Linked DNA regions of Mus musculus: regions 2, 3, 4 and 5 are each linked to region 1. A link is a contact called in public Hi-C, HiChIP or PLAC-seq and promoter capture Hi-C data. All regions are on one chromosome and are shown on one strand. Each heading gives the region's core, a stretch centred on a gene start, on an enhancer-like site or on the middle of the called end of the contact. The rest is flanking DNA. Distances are from core to core; before and after follow the strand shown.

Region 1 (2,700 bases), core at 84-2,583:
AACAAACAAACAAAAAAACTAAAGTCACTTGGAAACTACAAGTCAGGAAATAGATTCATTTTAAGTTAAGTCTTGGGCCCTAATAAGCCCAGCTCACAGAATGGCTCCCAACAAACACAACTGAGCTCGGACCTCTGTTCAGGCCATGCTGTATCTTTCTAAAGCTACTTTGTAACTTGAATATCTTCCCACTTCTTCACTCCCTGAGAACATTTGATAACTTTCAGGGCCAGGCTTAGAGTCTAATCAGTAAATCGCTAGTAACTTTCCAGACAATAAAGGGAATAGTTTTTATGCAAATAATCTCAGTATTGCAACAATTGAAGGCATAGGATCCAACGGTACCTGCTCTTAAAGGCTCCTCCAGATTACTGCTGATTGGCCAAATCAACAGGCGCTGAAATTGAGATTCGGAATATTCAAAATGACTCCATAAAGGAAGGGTTTCAAATGCTGATTAAAACATTTCCAAGATTCAGAACCGGAATGTAAAGACTGAAGGTGGGGTGACGTATTTTTCCAAACAAATCGCGGTTAAGCGCTTCACTTCTACCACAGCACATACATCAGTATGGCAAATGCTTTCTTGATTAAAAATCTCTTGTTCTATAAACTCTCGAAAACACGTTTGTCTTGCTCACCAATGTACCCTCCCTAGGAACCTTACATAGTGGCTTCACTCGTTACCTACTTGTCGATGTTTATAAAAGCTGTAAATTATTAAATGAAAAAAAATGGCTGGATAAATGAGTTAAATTAGGATCTCAGCTTCTGGAATGTAGGAAAGTGTGTATGGATAACTCAGAGTGGGGTCAGGAAAAAGCAGGCCCTGAAAAGAGCCGGGATTTCAACCCAAGCCAGAATTTAAACCGCAGCGCGGCGGGAAAGAGGACACGCTGAAACCAGGACCGAGAAGGGTGTGGGGCTCGGGCCGCCCGAGGAGAAGCCAACGAAGTTCTCCCCGCGTGGAGGCTGCCGAGGAGGACTCGAGAGAGGGCCCGGGAGGAGGCCCCGGTCTCCGACTCACCAGAGAAAGGCGAGGTGGCGAACCGGAAGCGGGGTTGGGGGCCGGTGCCAAGGGCTGGGGCCGAGGCACGCGGGAACGGCCGGCCGGGGTCGGACACCAGCTCTGCGACCACACTCACCTACGGTACCCTACTTCGCCGCGACTGGACGCCGGCTCCGCGCCGCTTCTTCGCTGCGCCTGCTGGGCGAGCGGGCGACCTCAGGTGTCCCTAGCAACCAAGCTCCGCCACGCGACCCACGCTCTGCCGCTTTCTGTCCCACACAGAGCGCGCCCCCAGCGGACAGATCTAAGGCCAGAAAGGAATGGGAGGGGGAGGGCCCGAGGCAAGCGCGCCGAATCCCAGCCCTTGTGCAGCCTAGAGAATGGGGGGGGGGGGGGGGGGAGAAGGAGGGACTTGGGGGGAGGGAGAGAGAAAGTGCAAGGAATTTGCGCACGCGCAAACTTGTCGACACGGTGGAACTCTTGCGAGCGGAATTCTGGGAACTGTAGTCCTGCAAGTAAAGGCTCCGTTCTGGGAATCCACGATTCATTCTACCTAACCACTATGGACTCTGACCATACAGCGCCAAGACTCTATTAAAGAATTCCTACCAAAATTCCATGAGTTTGAGGCAAGTAAGAGGAAGTGGCTCAAGGCACTTTAACTCTCTCCCACTCACCTTTCCCTAAATCCAAACACGGAGCGGGACGAGACAAAGCAAGACATAACTACAACTACCAGTTTTATGGGCTTCGAGTGAGAACTTTACCTAAGTGTGAGTCCTTTCATAATCTCTCCACGCAGAATAGATCCCCCTGTTTCAGATGTCGCTGGATCTATTAAATTTAGAGAACTATAAAGTCAGCTGGATGGCAAAAGGAGCTTTCTCAAACAGGCTATGATAATTAACGATATAACTAACCTGATGAGGCCTGGGCACCGGTTGTGCACTTCTTTAACCCCACCATTCGGTAGGCTGAGGCAGGTGGATCTCTGAGTATGAGGACAGCCTGGTCTGCAGAGTGAGTTCAGATCAGCTAGGGCTATGCAGAGAAAAACTAGCCTGGTGAAAACAATTTGAACTTAGTAGCAAAATACTTAAGCAACAGTCATTGACAGATGTTGAACTATGAAAGGGTTACTTATCAATTTTAGATCAGGAAATCTAGGGCAATTATCTAGTTTGTCTCCTGATGAGATTTGGATTACACAGCAATATTTATAAAGTATGGCTTATTTTACAAAATGTTAAATTTTAACAATTTAAAAGCTGAATCTAATCAAGCATTGACTCTAACTTCAGTATACAGGATATAGAGGAAAACAATTGAGTAATGCTATAGAATCAGATAAATTCAGAATTTTAACCAATATACAGTATAAATGAACTTTCTTAGACAAAATGGGAGTGCTGGAGCTGAAGAAAAATGTTGGGAGCCGCGCCCACATTCGCCGTTACAAGATGGCGCTGACAGCTGTGTTCTAAGTGGTAAACAAATAATCTGCGCATGTGCCAAGGGTATCTTATGACTACTTGTGCTCTGCCTTCCCCGTGACGTCAACTCGGCCGATGGGCTGCAGCCAATCAGGGAGTGACACGTCCTAGGCGAAGGAGAATTCTCCTTAATAGGGACGGGGTTTCGTTTTCTCTCTCTCTTGCTTCTTGCTCTCTTGCTTCTTGCTCTCTTGCTTC
Region 2 (2,853 bases), core at 78-2,577, 530 kb before region 1:
CATCCCCACTGATATGGTTAATGGGCAACCCCTTGCTCTTAAAAGTGAACTTGTGGGTGTACATAGCGGTCTCTCTGAGTTTAAGCAAGCACACACCCAGGAAAACAAGTCCAGGAATGGTCTTTATCACATCTTGATACCTAACCAAAACCTAGGAAAGGTGTACATCACAGTGTCTGAAAGGTCCCTTTAGCCCCCTTCCTAGTAAGCCCTAAAATACTTCTGCCGCACTGGGGATGGAATCCAGACCTGTACACTGTACAGTCTAGGTTTTTCTTAAAGTCCCACGTCTCCTTCTTGCCTCAGATTCCTAAGTGCTAGGGTTACAGGTGGGTATTAACAACTCCCAGATTAAATTTATTTTTAACCATATAAAACCAGTTCCTAAATGGATGTTCACATCTTATAACTCCCAGTTGCAGTGGACAACCTAAAAAAGTGCAAGAAAACACAGCCGAAGACAAACTAGTGTAGAAAATCAGTAAATTATTCTATATTTAGCAAAAGGGAATATATCTGACTGGAGTCTACTTCGATTTGAAATAGACCTAGGAAAGGTGTTTTAAAAGCAGTGGTATTAATGTAACGAGATATAAACAATAGCTAGAAACCTTTATGGTGACAATTTATGGGCCAGCCCTGTATAAACAACCCAAGGCTGAAATATATTGAGGAAAGAAAAAGCCGACCAACATAAAGTCAGTGTGGATTCCTAAATTGGGAAATCACGATGTAAGTCTTCCGTGTTAATAGACTTCACGGAACCCTGTGACGTTCCTCATAGGTCCACCCCAAAGCAACCCGGATACCTGGACAGGAAGTACGCGGCGCCCAGGCCAGAGCCTCCCCAGGAGCTTGGCTCACCAGGCTCAGGCCCCGAATGAGTGGAGCTTCCCCGTTGAGGGACAACAGGGAAACGGAGGCAGGGGCTGAGGCTGCACTTGGAGCTGGCGACGTGGCTGAAGAAGAAACGGAGGGCAGAAACAACTCTCCAGAACGAGATCCTACTGCCGCATCGCCAGCCGGTTTGGCCATCCCCACGCAGAAATGCCCTTCAGCCTTTACCCGCTCCCACAAATCAGTTCTGCGGTAAATACGTGAGGATCTTCAGGAGTGAAATGGAGAGCACCAAGACCCAATTCGAGTCCAGGAGTTACCAGTCAGAGTCTACCCAACGGAACTACTAGCACCGACACCAAGCCTCGTCACTCGACCCTCCCTCAGAAGCCTCCCCTAATGTCCCGAGAGCCGAGCCACACGCAAGACCACGTTCGAAAACTGGATTTCTGCAACACCACAACAATTCGGCGGCTACGGAGAGGCGAAGGGGACACACTGCCGCGCCCGTAGCCCAGCCCCTCATCACGTAGAGCACACTATTGGTCTTCTGCTCTCCAAGACCCGCCTTCAGCCTTCCGTCCTGCCCCCTGGGCTAAGAATTGGCCACCATGTCTCCACCCACTTTTTTCATTGGCCAGACTGGCTGCGGGTGACAGTGAATGACAGACGGAGGGCCTAGAGCTCCGGGTCTGGCAGAGCCCAGCAGAACAGACCCGGCTTCTGGAATCCCCTGGATCCCGGTTCCTGCGGTGACACGCGAGGCTGGTAACTGGAATCTCCAGACCCAGGCCCAAGCTGGCCAGGGATGCCCACTGAGCCCCAAGTGAGCTTGTAATGCGTAACGGGGGCAGGGGAGCGGCGGGCGGGCCGGGGGCGCGCAGCTAGAATGTTTTGATAGAGGGCGCGCGCGGCCAGGGGAGCGCGCGTGCGCCGGGGCCGCGCGCCGGGTTGTCCGCTGTTGGGAGCCTAGCCCCCGGCCTGGGGCCGGGCGACCCTGGGGCGCCCTGTGCTCAGGTCTAGGTGGCTGGGATTGGGGAGGCATCCCAGCCCACCAGGGATTTCAGCTGTAGATCTGGCTCGACCCCTCCACCATCCACAGACACCCCTGGGCACAGGCCCTTCCTGGGGAGATCCATGGGCCCTGGGTCTACACTGACCAGGTGAGTGTGTTTCCAGAGGCACACACCTCTTATTATTAACCAAGGGACTCCCTCTGGGACCAGGTCGGACCAAGATCCACCATCCCCAGAGTCTTTACTGATTGGGAGTATACCATACCACCTTGACCCCACCTGGCACTAGGCACCCAGGGAACCCACTTATTCAAGCGGGATCCGGAGTCTACATGGACTGGAAAATTCTGATCCAAAAGCCATGCCTGCCTACGTCTCTGATGCTAGGGAAGCAGAAGGGATTGTCCAGAAAAATCTTGAGAAGACTCCCATTCGGGGTTTTCTGGACCCCGAAAAGCATGTCTGATTTCTAAAGTTGAGGTAGACCAGAGGTAAAACAGTCCCAAAGGGCTGTTTGGATTCGGACCTGTACTGACTCACTCTGCACTGGGTCAGAGAGTTTAGTTACTCCCTGGTATCCTCAAAGTAGATGAATGGTTCTACATAGAACAACAGGGGACATCTGACACAACTGGCAAAGTGTCTCTTCCCCATCTCTCTGCCCTCCTTAGTGGGGGCTTGGACCGGTGGGAGGGTTGGATTTTTTTCTGTCCCAACTCTCCATTCTTTGAAGCCTGACACCTTTTCCTCCAGCAGCTGTCCAACCAGGGCACCCAGGACTGACGTGTAGCAGAAACTGTCCATGGAGCTGGTAGGACCATGTGCTTATCTTAAACCTTTGTTTACAAAAACATGCTTTCAAACTGTTAGTCTCTAGAGAGACCAGGGTTTCCAGGAGGGGCAGGGGAGGAAACTTTCTCTTCATTGGACAGAAAATGAAACAACTCACCCCATACCAGAGGGGCAGATTCTGGCATAGTAGCTAAGCCAGCAAAAGGTT
Region 3 (2,874 bases), core at 368-2,867, 550 kb before region 1:
CCTCTGAGCCCCAACTTAAGAATGGCCAAAACTAGCCAGGCAGTGGTGGCGCATGCCTTTAATCCCAGCACTTGGGAGGCAGAAGCAGGCGGATTTCTGAGTTCGAGGCCAGCCTGGTCTACAGAGTGAGTTCCAGGACAGCTAGGGCTATACAGAGAAACCCTGTCTCAAATAAACAAACAAACAAACAAAAGGCCAAACCAGGGCATGTGCTCCTAGAATGTTTATGTTTGCCTGCCCAGAGCCTCTGGTGGGGTTGCACAATGTTACAATCCCCTCTGTAAGTACAGGCTTCTCTGACCTTGAAGAAGGGCAGCAGCAGCCAGGCTTCATGCTTAGCACCTCGTTCTTTCAGAGAGTAAGCCATGAGGCGAAGGATGTTGGGATGCTGGAAGAGGCGATGCATCTCTGCCTCTCGTTGGGCTTCTTCCTGGTCTTGCTGCTCATGGCACAGGATCCGCTTCAGGGCGTAGAAGTGTCCATCATGCAAGCCCTCCACTAGGTCCACATAGCTGAATCCACTGTGGGCCAAAGGGGTCACAGTGAAGGACCATGGTCATCTCTCACATAGCTCGGACCCAGAGGAATTCCCTTAGGGAGGAGTGCCTCTTACACAGAGTGGAAACACTCCCAAGATGTAGCTCTCATATAGTTTCAAGACATTAGGATCTGCGTTTCCCGAGAGCAGGGGCACAGAAATCACTGAGGTTTTGGTCTGAGCATAATGTGTTCAATTAATTTCAAGTCCTCATGAGTCAGGCACTGGGTGACATGCTTTAAAGAATATACTATCTCACTGAGTTTCCACAAGTCCCTCAGCGAGACATTATAATCATCTCCTTTTAAGCAGAAGAAACCACAGTTGACTTAAGGTCACACAAGGTAGATCCAGGAGGCCAGAGTCTAGAATCCACTTCTTGACCCGTTCAGCTAACCGGTCAGGTGGGGTAGACTCTAAGGCTAACACTCTTGCAACTCTATCACTGTCTCTAAACGACCTGGGTCTAGCTAAGTGACGTCCAAACACTCACCCTTCCCCCAATTTCTGGACGAAGAGGTAACGCTTATTGTCAATGATGACAGTTCCCCGGGAGCAGACACACAGTGCGTGGCCCATAACGTCTCAGTCATCCTCTTCAGGGATGGTCTTCCTTCCAGGGAGAGTGGGCTCTTCCAGGCGATGCGGTGGGGTCCCGGCGGGTCATGCTGGAATGGAAACAGCAAGTCGCGGGTTCAAGAACAATCTAGACAGCCACGGAGGTACCAACCAGGAGAGCTCAGGCTCACCTCCAAGAACCCATATTCACGTCTAAAGAAAACTGGCCCTGGCGACTCCAGCGCTAAGAAGGCTGAGTTCTGGCACCCCAAAGCCTCAGGCCACGCTGCGTCTTACCAGGCCGCTTCTTTCAACCCCGGCCCACCTTCGGCCAGGTCCAGCTCTCGCACCCGTCAGGCATGGGGTGGCGGCGCAGGAGGTGCGGGGCTCGAGCCCACCTCTGGCCGAGTCCACCCTCCGTCGCTCGGGAACGAGCACAGGGTCTGCCACTACAAACTCCACACCGACCGGTCTCCGGCCTGTGCGAAGGGCCAGGGACCGGAAGCCCGGATGACATCATCAGTCCGCGTCGAAGTAACGGCCCGCTGTATCCTAGCAACAAGAGGCGGCAAGAGGATGTGGGGACCCGGAAGTGAGAGGCTGGGGCCCGGCTAGACCTGGGGTGTATTGGTTTCTCTATCTCGCCGAGGGTTCCCACTTGGCCCTCAGTAAGGGTCAAGACGCAGGGACTAGTACCAAAGGGGAGCAAAGCAGGGCTCTGCCCGAGGCCCCTAGGACCTCTGTCTCCCAATGTCAGAGGTAGGAGGTCTTATAGCTCCCGCGCGCTGGAGTTAGAAAGTGGCTTTCTACAATCTAGCTTGGAGGAGGGACCAGAGAAGGGCGGGTGCTGACCCTTAGATGCCAAGAGGTCTGACCCCTTAACACTCTCAGGGGTCTAGCCTGTACTCCACTGCCTTGGCTAGTGTCTGTGTCCTTAAACTAGAGTGCCCGTTTCTAAACCTGGTCCTAACAGTCTCCTAGCTGTGTGGCCTCCTGCAAGTTATTTAGTCTTTCAGATCCTCACTTTTCCCAGCTGTAAGACAGTACCTACGGCTAAGTGTCGTGAGTTATGAGGCCAAACTGACTAGTTCCAATCCCAGCTCTACTGAGCTAGTTGTGACTTTGGACAGCTACTTGTTATTTCTAACCTTCATTTTCCTCGTGTGTAAGATGAGAATGAGAGTTATTTCATGGGTTGTTTCAAAATTAAATGAGTTGTCTTTCGTACAACTTTGGAAACAGCCGTATATCAATGTGTGTCAATAAACAGAAATAATAGTATTTTCTACGGCTGTGAAGGCAGGAGAAGTGGAAAATTAGACTTCTAAGCCTATGAACTATGCAGTTTGTTTCACATCTCTTGCCTAGACAGGCAGAATATATTGGAAAGGGGTGTACCTCCAAAAAAGATAGTGACCAGGACAGGCTTCTTGTAACCCCTTTCCACAGCATGATCACTCTGAAGATTTTCTAGGTTTTTCCACTGTTTCTGAATCCGTTTTAACCTTACTGCTCCCGTGCATATAGATTTAACCTGATATGTGCCGGATCCTTTGCTAGTCATGAAGATTTAAGACACCCTGTCAGCCCTCCGAGAGTTCAGTTTAGAAGAGCAGGTTTGTTAAAGCACAGACTCTAATTCTAGAGGTCTGGGGTAGGACCCGAGATTCTGCGTTTCTAACAAGCTCCCAGGTGATGCTAATGGAACTGATTCGGGTTCAGCACTTCGAGAAGTAATATTTTACAAACTAGTGGACCGTGGATGGCTACAGGCAAAG
Region 4 (2,700 bases), core at 81-2,580, 790 kb before region 1:
TCTAGCAACCCTCTCCCTGTCACTTTGATTTGGTGGGAAGAAGAATCCAGTAGCCCCCGAAGAAAAGGAGAACAAGAACAAAGTGGGGCTCAGTCTGTCTGGCCTTGGGATGAAGACCAGCTTCAGGGCCCTGAGTCCATCCCGAGGAATAGCCCTGGCCCCTGAACCTTGAACACTGCAGCAGCAGCAGCAGCAGCAGCAGAAGAGGAGGAGAAGGAGCTGTGCCACGGGGTAAGCCCTTCTGAGCATCCACTGCTCCTGGACTGAGGAGCCAGAGGGAAACACCAGCTGAGGGAGACACGAGGCCCGCCTCTGGTGGCAGAAGGAAGGGAAGCCCTGTTGAGGATACCCTCACGTACTACCCTCCACCCCCCACCTTAGCTTCTGGCCACCCCAGGTTCAGGTGGCCCAGCTGGTAGAACTCACCACAGAGAAGTTGCTGGCGGAGCAGTGGTGCCCACTGAAGTTGCAGCTCTTGAGCATGTCAGCAAGCTGGTGGCCAGTGCGGTTGAGGATGTCTACCATGTCAGGCTCTGGATAGCGAAGGCCAGCTGCACGGTGCCCGTCCCGGTCTTTGGGGGGCAGCCCTGTCAGATTGGCCAGGTGGAAGATATCAGCATCGCTGAGTGCCGAGTGCCGGAAGCGGTTGATGTTGCAGAGGGTGACAGCCGGAAAACCCGCCACTGGGGCTGGGGCAGCAGGGTCCATGGCTACCAGGTGAGGCCGGGTCAGGTAGCCCCTGGCCAGGCTGGCTGCCTGGTACAGAAAGGCAGCCAGTGAGGTGAGTAGGGCCAGTGCCCACAGGGTTCTGCGCAGTCCATGGGGGCCAGGGCCACAGGCCCGGCCCAGCCCATGCAGAGTGCTGGTGCTGGCAAAGGTGGCCAGGTCCCGAGGGGCTGCTGGCCCCTGAGCAGCCCCCAGGAGGCTCTGTTCATCCCCTGCCTCCTTCTCCTTGGGTTTTGCATCCTCCTCAGCAAATTTGATTTTGCACACAATCTCGATCGGCATCTGTCCCCGGCTGCTGGGACTGGCCAGAGCCTCACTGCTACTGTCCCTCCCTGGACAGCAGCCCTGGTGCCCTCCGGAGTGGTGGTGGCGGCAGCGGCTGCTCTTCTAAACTCAGGGCAACCAGGAGGAGGACGGGGACAGGGTGGGGGCCCGAGGTGGGGGCGTCACTCCCACTCCCAGCAGCTCCGCAGCCCCGGCGCTGCCTCTGCCGCTGCTGCCTCTGCTGCCGCTTGTCTCTCTCCTCGATCGTCTCCTTGTGGCTTCCCTTATCAGCACCCGCACAGCTGTCAGCCCCTGCGTGTGTCCCTGCGAGCAAGCGAGTGAGCGAGGGAGCAAGCGCTGCTCCGCCACGCCGCGCAGCCCCAGCCGCTCCGCTCAGCATGTGCTCTGGAGCCCACCCCGTGCTTAATAATTCAGGACATGTCAACAGCGTTTCACCGTCGGGCACTGGCACGGGAGGCAGGAGCCAGGCCAGGGAGGGAAAAGCCCCACCCTACCCCAGCCCAGGATGGAGATTCCAGGATCAGGGGTGCTTCTGAAACTCTCTCGCTGTACCTTAGTCAAGCGTGGGGGCCACGGATAGCCTAGTCTCGGGCCAAACTGGGAATGGTGCTATGCTGACTTCTCAGCCCATTCCTTGCCACTTCTTCTGGACCACACCCCACGAAGGGTCAATCAACCCCACTTCCCAGCTTCCTTGACTCCTGACTCCAGCCTTCCAGGGATCTCACTGCCCCACTCAAAGCAGCTTCCAGCAACTCCTTGTGAGAGCCACTTGTTTGAATGAGGGAGGGAAGGAAGGGGAGGGCAGGCAAGAGAGATGAAGAGACAACTGTGGCTTCACTCAGACTCCCCTCCCCTAGAGCCTTGCTGCTGATTTCAACATCCACCGCATCCCTACCCCTTCCAGGAGGGACCCTGGTTCCCTTTTTCTGACTTTGCCCCATATCCCAGGTTCAGTCATTCTTGTGACTGAAGCAGAGGCCACCCTGCCTGGCTCACTTGTCTGTAGCCACTTTACTAGTCCTTTAGTCTCCAAATCCCTTGCTATGACAAGGCTTGGGGGAGAGGAGGGGAATCTGGATGAGCCAGGCCGGGGAGCTAAGAGCTCAGAGGCAGGGTAGAAGGAAATGAAGCGCCCAGGAGAGCTATTAGAGCCGGTGGGAAGGTGAGTGGGGGCTTCAATGGAAATACTATGCTAAGGAAATCAGTGCCCAGAATGTCCTGTCCTCTGGCAGAGCTAGACAGGGTTGCCTTGCAGGCTGCTATCTTGGAGGGAAATCAGACACATGGGTTACCATCACGAGAGGAAGTGGAAGCCCCTATTGGCTCACCGGGAGGGGGGTACGTTGGCACCTCCCGCTTGGGGGTAGCAAAAATGGTCCACTTGTGGCCCCTGGGGGTGTGTAAAAGTGTGAGTCCTCATGGGGGAGAGGAAGCACTTGTCCTGGGAGGAGAGGGGGGCTGATTAATCGGGGTGCTAATGAGCAGCAGGGAGAGGAAGCTCAGAGGGGAGGGGGAGGCGGCTCCATCGATCCAAGCCGCGGAACCAGCAGCTGAAAAAAAAAAGTGAGAAGGGAATCGATCTGAGGGAAACGGCAGCTGCTGGGGATTAGAGCCCGAGGTCCACACGCTGTCCAACGGCCACCCCTCCCCTTCGTCAGCCTGGCCCTGCAGTCTCAGGCTGGCCCC
Region 5 (2,756 bases), core at 104-2,603, 570 kb before region 1:
AGCTGGCCTGGCAGGAAAGCTATGACCTTCCCCGATCAGGACCCAAATTGCTCTTCAGACCCTGCTAGACAGACATAACATGGAGGCGATTAAACACTATCTAAAATAAAATCATGGAGGAGACGGGATGGAGGCGTGGCTTTAGGAAGGAGTACCAAGAATGAATGGAAGCAGGGGGACATGCCGGTCCCTGCAGGACCCCAAGCCTTACTGTCAGATAGTACTTCATAGGCCTCTGCCACCTCCTTAAATTTTTTTTCAGCAAATTCTTTATTATCCGGGTTCTTGTCTGGGTGCCACTGCAGAGCCTTCTTTCGGTACCTGCAGGAAGTGAGTGCAGAGGGAGGGTCAGGAGACTGATGTAGGCTTTGCCCACCGACTACCCTTTTTGCTTAGTCCAACACCCTTTCACTGCCCCGATCCCAGAATACCTCACGACTGCAGCCTGTATTCAGGGGTTTCTCTCCCTGTGGTGTGCCAGGGATATGAGTAAAAAGGAAAGTCCCTGCCATAAGCCCTTTCTTGGGGTTCTTTTGATAGAGCTATCTATAGCCACAGGGAGAGTGGAGACACTGTCCTGTCTCATAGCCTGGGCATTTTAGCACTGCAACCTGGGCAAGCCCACATGTAGGAGCTGGAGGAGAGGGGAGCTGGGTGTATAGAGGACGCTAAAGAAGGTCAGCTCTTCTTCCCTGGCTGGACTTGGTCTTCGTACTTTCCCAAGGGTCTCCTTCCTCCCTTCAGCCAGACCTCTAAAGGGCCCCTGGCACTCAGGGGGGCGGGGAACAAGGGTCAGAGCCTTTCTGTAACACAGCCGAGGCACTTACGCCTTCTTGATGTCATCAGGGGACGCACTCCGCGGTACGTCTAGAATCTCGTAGTAGGATGCCATGGCAACTCAGCGTCAGACGTCCCTCCTCCAGGCTGCGGGAGAGAAGGGGTCAGGCCGACAGAGGCACCGCAGCTCCGTGCGGCCGCAACCCCGGGCAGGCAGGCGACACTTCGAGGTGGAATCGGGCCGGGGAGCCACGCCTGCGGCCAGTGACTAGGCTCCTTCGCAGCCTTTATCTGGTCCCGCAGGCCGGTGCCCAGGGCTATCTCACGGCAGGAGTGGGGAGCCCTACCCGAACCCCCTAAGTCTAGTAACCCGATCTGAACCCCCAACCTGACCCAGCTGGGACCGCACCTCCTCTGCCGGGAGTCCCGCCCCTGCCCCCCGCAGGGGAACCGCCTAGCACCCGCTGCCCGGCTCGCGGCCACTGCGTACGACACGCCAGGCTGGGTTGTGTGCGCAAGCATGCGTCAGCGCCCTGGAAACTACTAGAGACTCAGAGGGCCGGCTCGGCCGGTCACACGAGGGGGCGGGGGCGGGGGGGGCGGGGGCGCTGCAGGGGCTGCTGGGAGATGAGGGCGGAGCCGTTTATTTTAGTTTTTCACCCAGGCGACGTCATTCCCAGGTGGGACTTAGGAGGCTGAAGTCGGCTATATCTTTCCAGCTATGACGCAGTCTCTCAAACACAGGCAGAGGGGCGGTCCGCAAGCTAGGTGCGGGTCCCCTGTCCTGTCGCTGGCCTCTAAAAGTGCTTCACGATCCCTGAGTACTTCCCCCAGGCCATCACCTCCAAGACTCACCGAGTCTCCTCTGGGCCTAACCCTTCTTCATAGCTTAGCTCCAGTGCTAAGTCTTCAAAAGAGGCTGCCCTGGCTCCCCTGAGTAGGTCAGACCTGCTTTTTATAGAGTCTCGTGGCATTTTCTTCTCCACACTGTCAGAGCCACAAATTAACATTTATTTGATGATCATCTATCTCCCCCAGTAGAATGTAAATTATACAAGGTAAGAATTGTGTCCTCCTTCGTTCGTCATCCCCTTAGTCTTTAGTCAGAATTGAAACGTATCAGTTGGACAGCCGAATAACACTTGGAAGACTTTTAACATTTTTGACCTAGAAAGGGTGAGGTAGAAGAGCCTAGTATGAGGAAATTAGTAGACTCAACGTTTCTCTTCCACAGCTGATCGTAAGTAGATCTATTTAGCCTCAGAATGATTTCTGGATTCAGATCTCAGGAAAAGGGAACCTTCCAGAAGTGGGTCTTGTTTTATTCCATCTGGCCAATTCCTAGACATTAGTGTACTGTTTTCTTAGTAGATGCTGCCAGAAGGTACTAAGAATGTAAAGCTATGGGGATAGCTTAGGGGTAGAGTGCTTGCCCAGCAGCCGCCAGACCTTACTTAGCCTCAATTCCCAGCACTGGGGGAGGGATAAAAAATGGCATGGGATGTCACACACACACACACACACACACACACACACACACACACACAGCCTATCAGCAGAACCCACTGGGAAACTCAGAACTCTGAGAGCAGGGAGACCTGGCCTTGCAACCGGATGCTGCTGTGTGACTTGGGAACATCCAAGGCCTGTTTTCCCCCTTAAGTATAGGTAACACCTAGAGTTGTTAGAAGTCAAATGAAGCATGGTTTATGGAAGCTGTTATTAGCATAATGCTTTCTGGTGTCACACATGACCCAAGCAGGAATGGTTGTATGAGTCCAGTCAGTGTTTCAGGACAGGTGACCTGGGGACATCTCATCAAAGCAACAGCTTGAGCACCAACCAAGGGAAGGCTGCCGTCATTTTGTCCCCTTTTCCTGTCTCCCCACCTTCTGAACTCCTGCCTACATCTAGAGACTTCCTACCTACACTTGGGGAATTTTGGTTGTTTCAGCCTTAATAAGAGATGAAGTATCTAC

What was found. Promoter capture Hi-C pulls out the DNA fragments that hold promoters and counts their contacts. Hi-C and Micro-C count contacts between places; a contact is called where the count stands out from the background. HiChIP or PLAC-seq counts read pairs in DNA pulled down with a chosen protein or histone mark.
Region 2: an HNF4G HiChIP or PLAC-seq map of pancreatic cancer cells shows a contact between it and region 1. The contact joins the promoter of Ankzf1 here to the promoter of Ttll4 in region 1. A contact is called at or near these places in 8 of 39 promoter capture datasets (the 3T3-L1 cell line, hippocampal neurons, liver and 4 more), 1 of 115 datasets of contacts at active chromatin or transcription factors (pancreatic cancer cells) and 1 of 9 other capture datasets (adipose tissue).
Region 3: a promoter capture Hi-C map of liver shows a contact between it and region 1, with 2.6 times the contacts expected there. The contact joins the promoter of Stk16 here to the promoter of Ttll4 in region 1. A contact is called at or near these places in 7 of 39 promoter capture datasets (the C10 cell line, hematopoietic stem and progenitor cells, liver and 3 more), 1 of 484 Hi-C or Micro-C datasets (CD8 T cells), 3 of 115 datasets of contacts at active chromatin or transcription factors (the 230-238 cell line, memory CD8 T cells and pancreatic cancer cells) and 2 of 9 other capture datasets (adipose tissue and liver).
Region 4: a promoter capture Hi-C map of HPC-7-derived erythroid cells shows a contact between it and region 1, with 2.8 times the contacts expected there. The contact joins the promoter of Asic4 here to the promoter of Ttll4 in region 1. A contact is called at or near these places in 6 of 39 promoter capture datasets (the 3T3-L1 cell line, the C10 cell line, HPC-7-derived erythroid cells and 2 more), 2 of 484 Hi-C or Micro-C datasets (CD4 T cells and regulatory T cells) and 1 of 9 other capture datasets (liver).
Region 5: a Hi-C map of liver shows a contact between it and region 1, with 3 times the contacts expected there. The contact joins the promoter of Dnajb2 here to the promoter of Ttll4 in region 1. A contact is called at or near these places in 5 of 39 promoter capture datasets (the 3T3-L1 cell line, erythroid cells, liver and 1 more), 1 of 484 Hi-C or Micro-C datasets (liver), 1 of 115 datasets of contacts at active chromatin or transcription factors (bone marrow-derived macrophages) and 3 of 9 other capture datasets (adipose tissue, liver and macrophages).

Annotation. Positions count from the first base shown.
Region 1 is chr1:74,660,335-74,663,034 of GRCm38.p6, reverse strand. Ttll4 (tubulin tyrosine ligase-like family, member 4) reads right to left here and starts at 1,333. Exons shown (of 20, transcript NM_001014974.2): 1 at 1,146-1,333.
Region 2 is chr1:75,190,634-75,193,486 of GRCm38.p6, reverse strand. It overlaps Ankzf1 (ankyrin repeat and zinc finger domain containing 1), which reads right to left and starts at 1,327. Exons shown (of 13, transcript NM_026187.5): 1 at 810-1,327. The coding sequence starts at 1,035. It overlaps Atg9a (autophagy related 9A), which reads left to right and starts at 1,477. Exons shown (of 16, transcript NM_001288612.1): 1 at 1,477-1,663; 2 at 2,607-2,664.
Region 3 is chr1:75,209,572-75,212,445 of GRCm38.p6, reverse strand. It overlaps Stk16 (serine/threonine kinase 16), which reads right to left and starts at 1,617. Exons shown (of 8, transcript NM_011494.5): 1 at 1,394-1,617; 2 at 1,032-1,206; 3 at 302-521. The coding sequence starts at 1,117. Glb1l (galactosidase, beta 1-like) reads left to right here and starts at 1,691. Exons shown (of 17, transcript NM_029010.2): 1 at 1,691-1,855.
Region 4 is chr1:75,449,140-75,451,839 of GRCm38.p6, reverse strand. It overlaps Asic4 (acid-sensing (proton-gated) ion channel family member 4), which reads right to left and starts at 1,330. Exons shown (of 10, transcript NM_183022.3): 1 at 427-1,330. The coding sequence starts at 1,008.
Region 5 is chr1:75,235,020-75,237,775 of GRCm38.p6, reverse strand. It overlaps Dnajb2 (DnaJ heat shock protein family (Hsp40) member B2), which reads right to left and starts at 1,353. Exons shown (of 9, transcript NM_001159883.1): 1 at 1,187-1,353; 2 at 828-924; 3 at 212-321. The coding sequence starts at 892.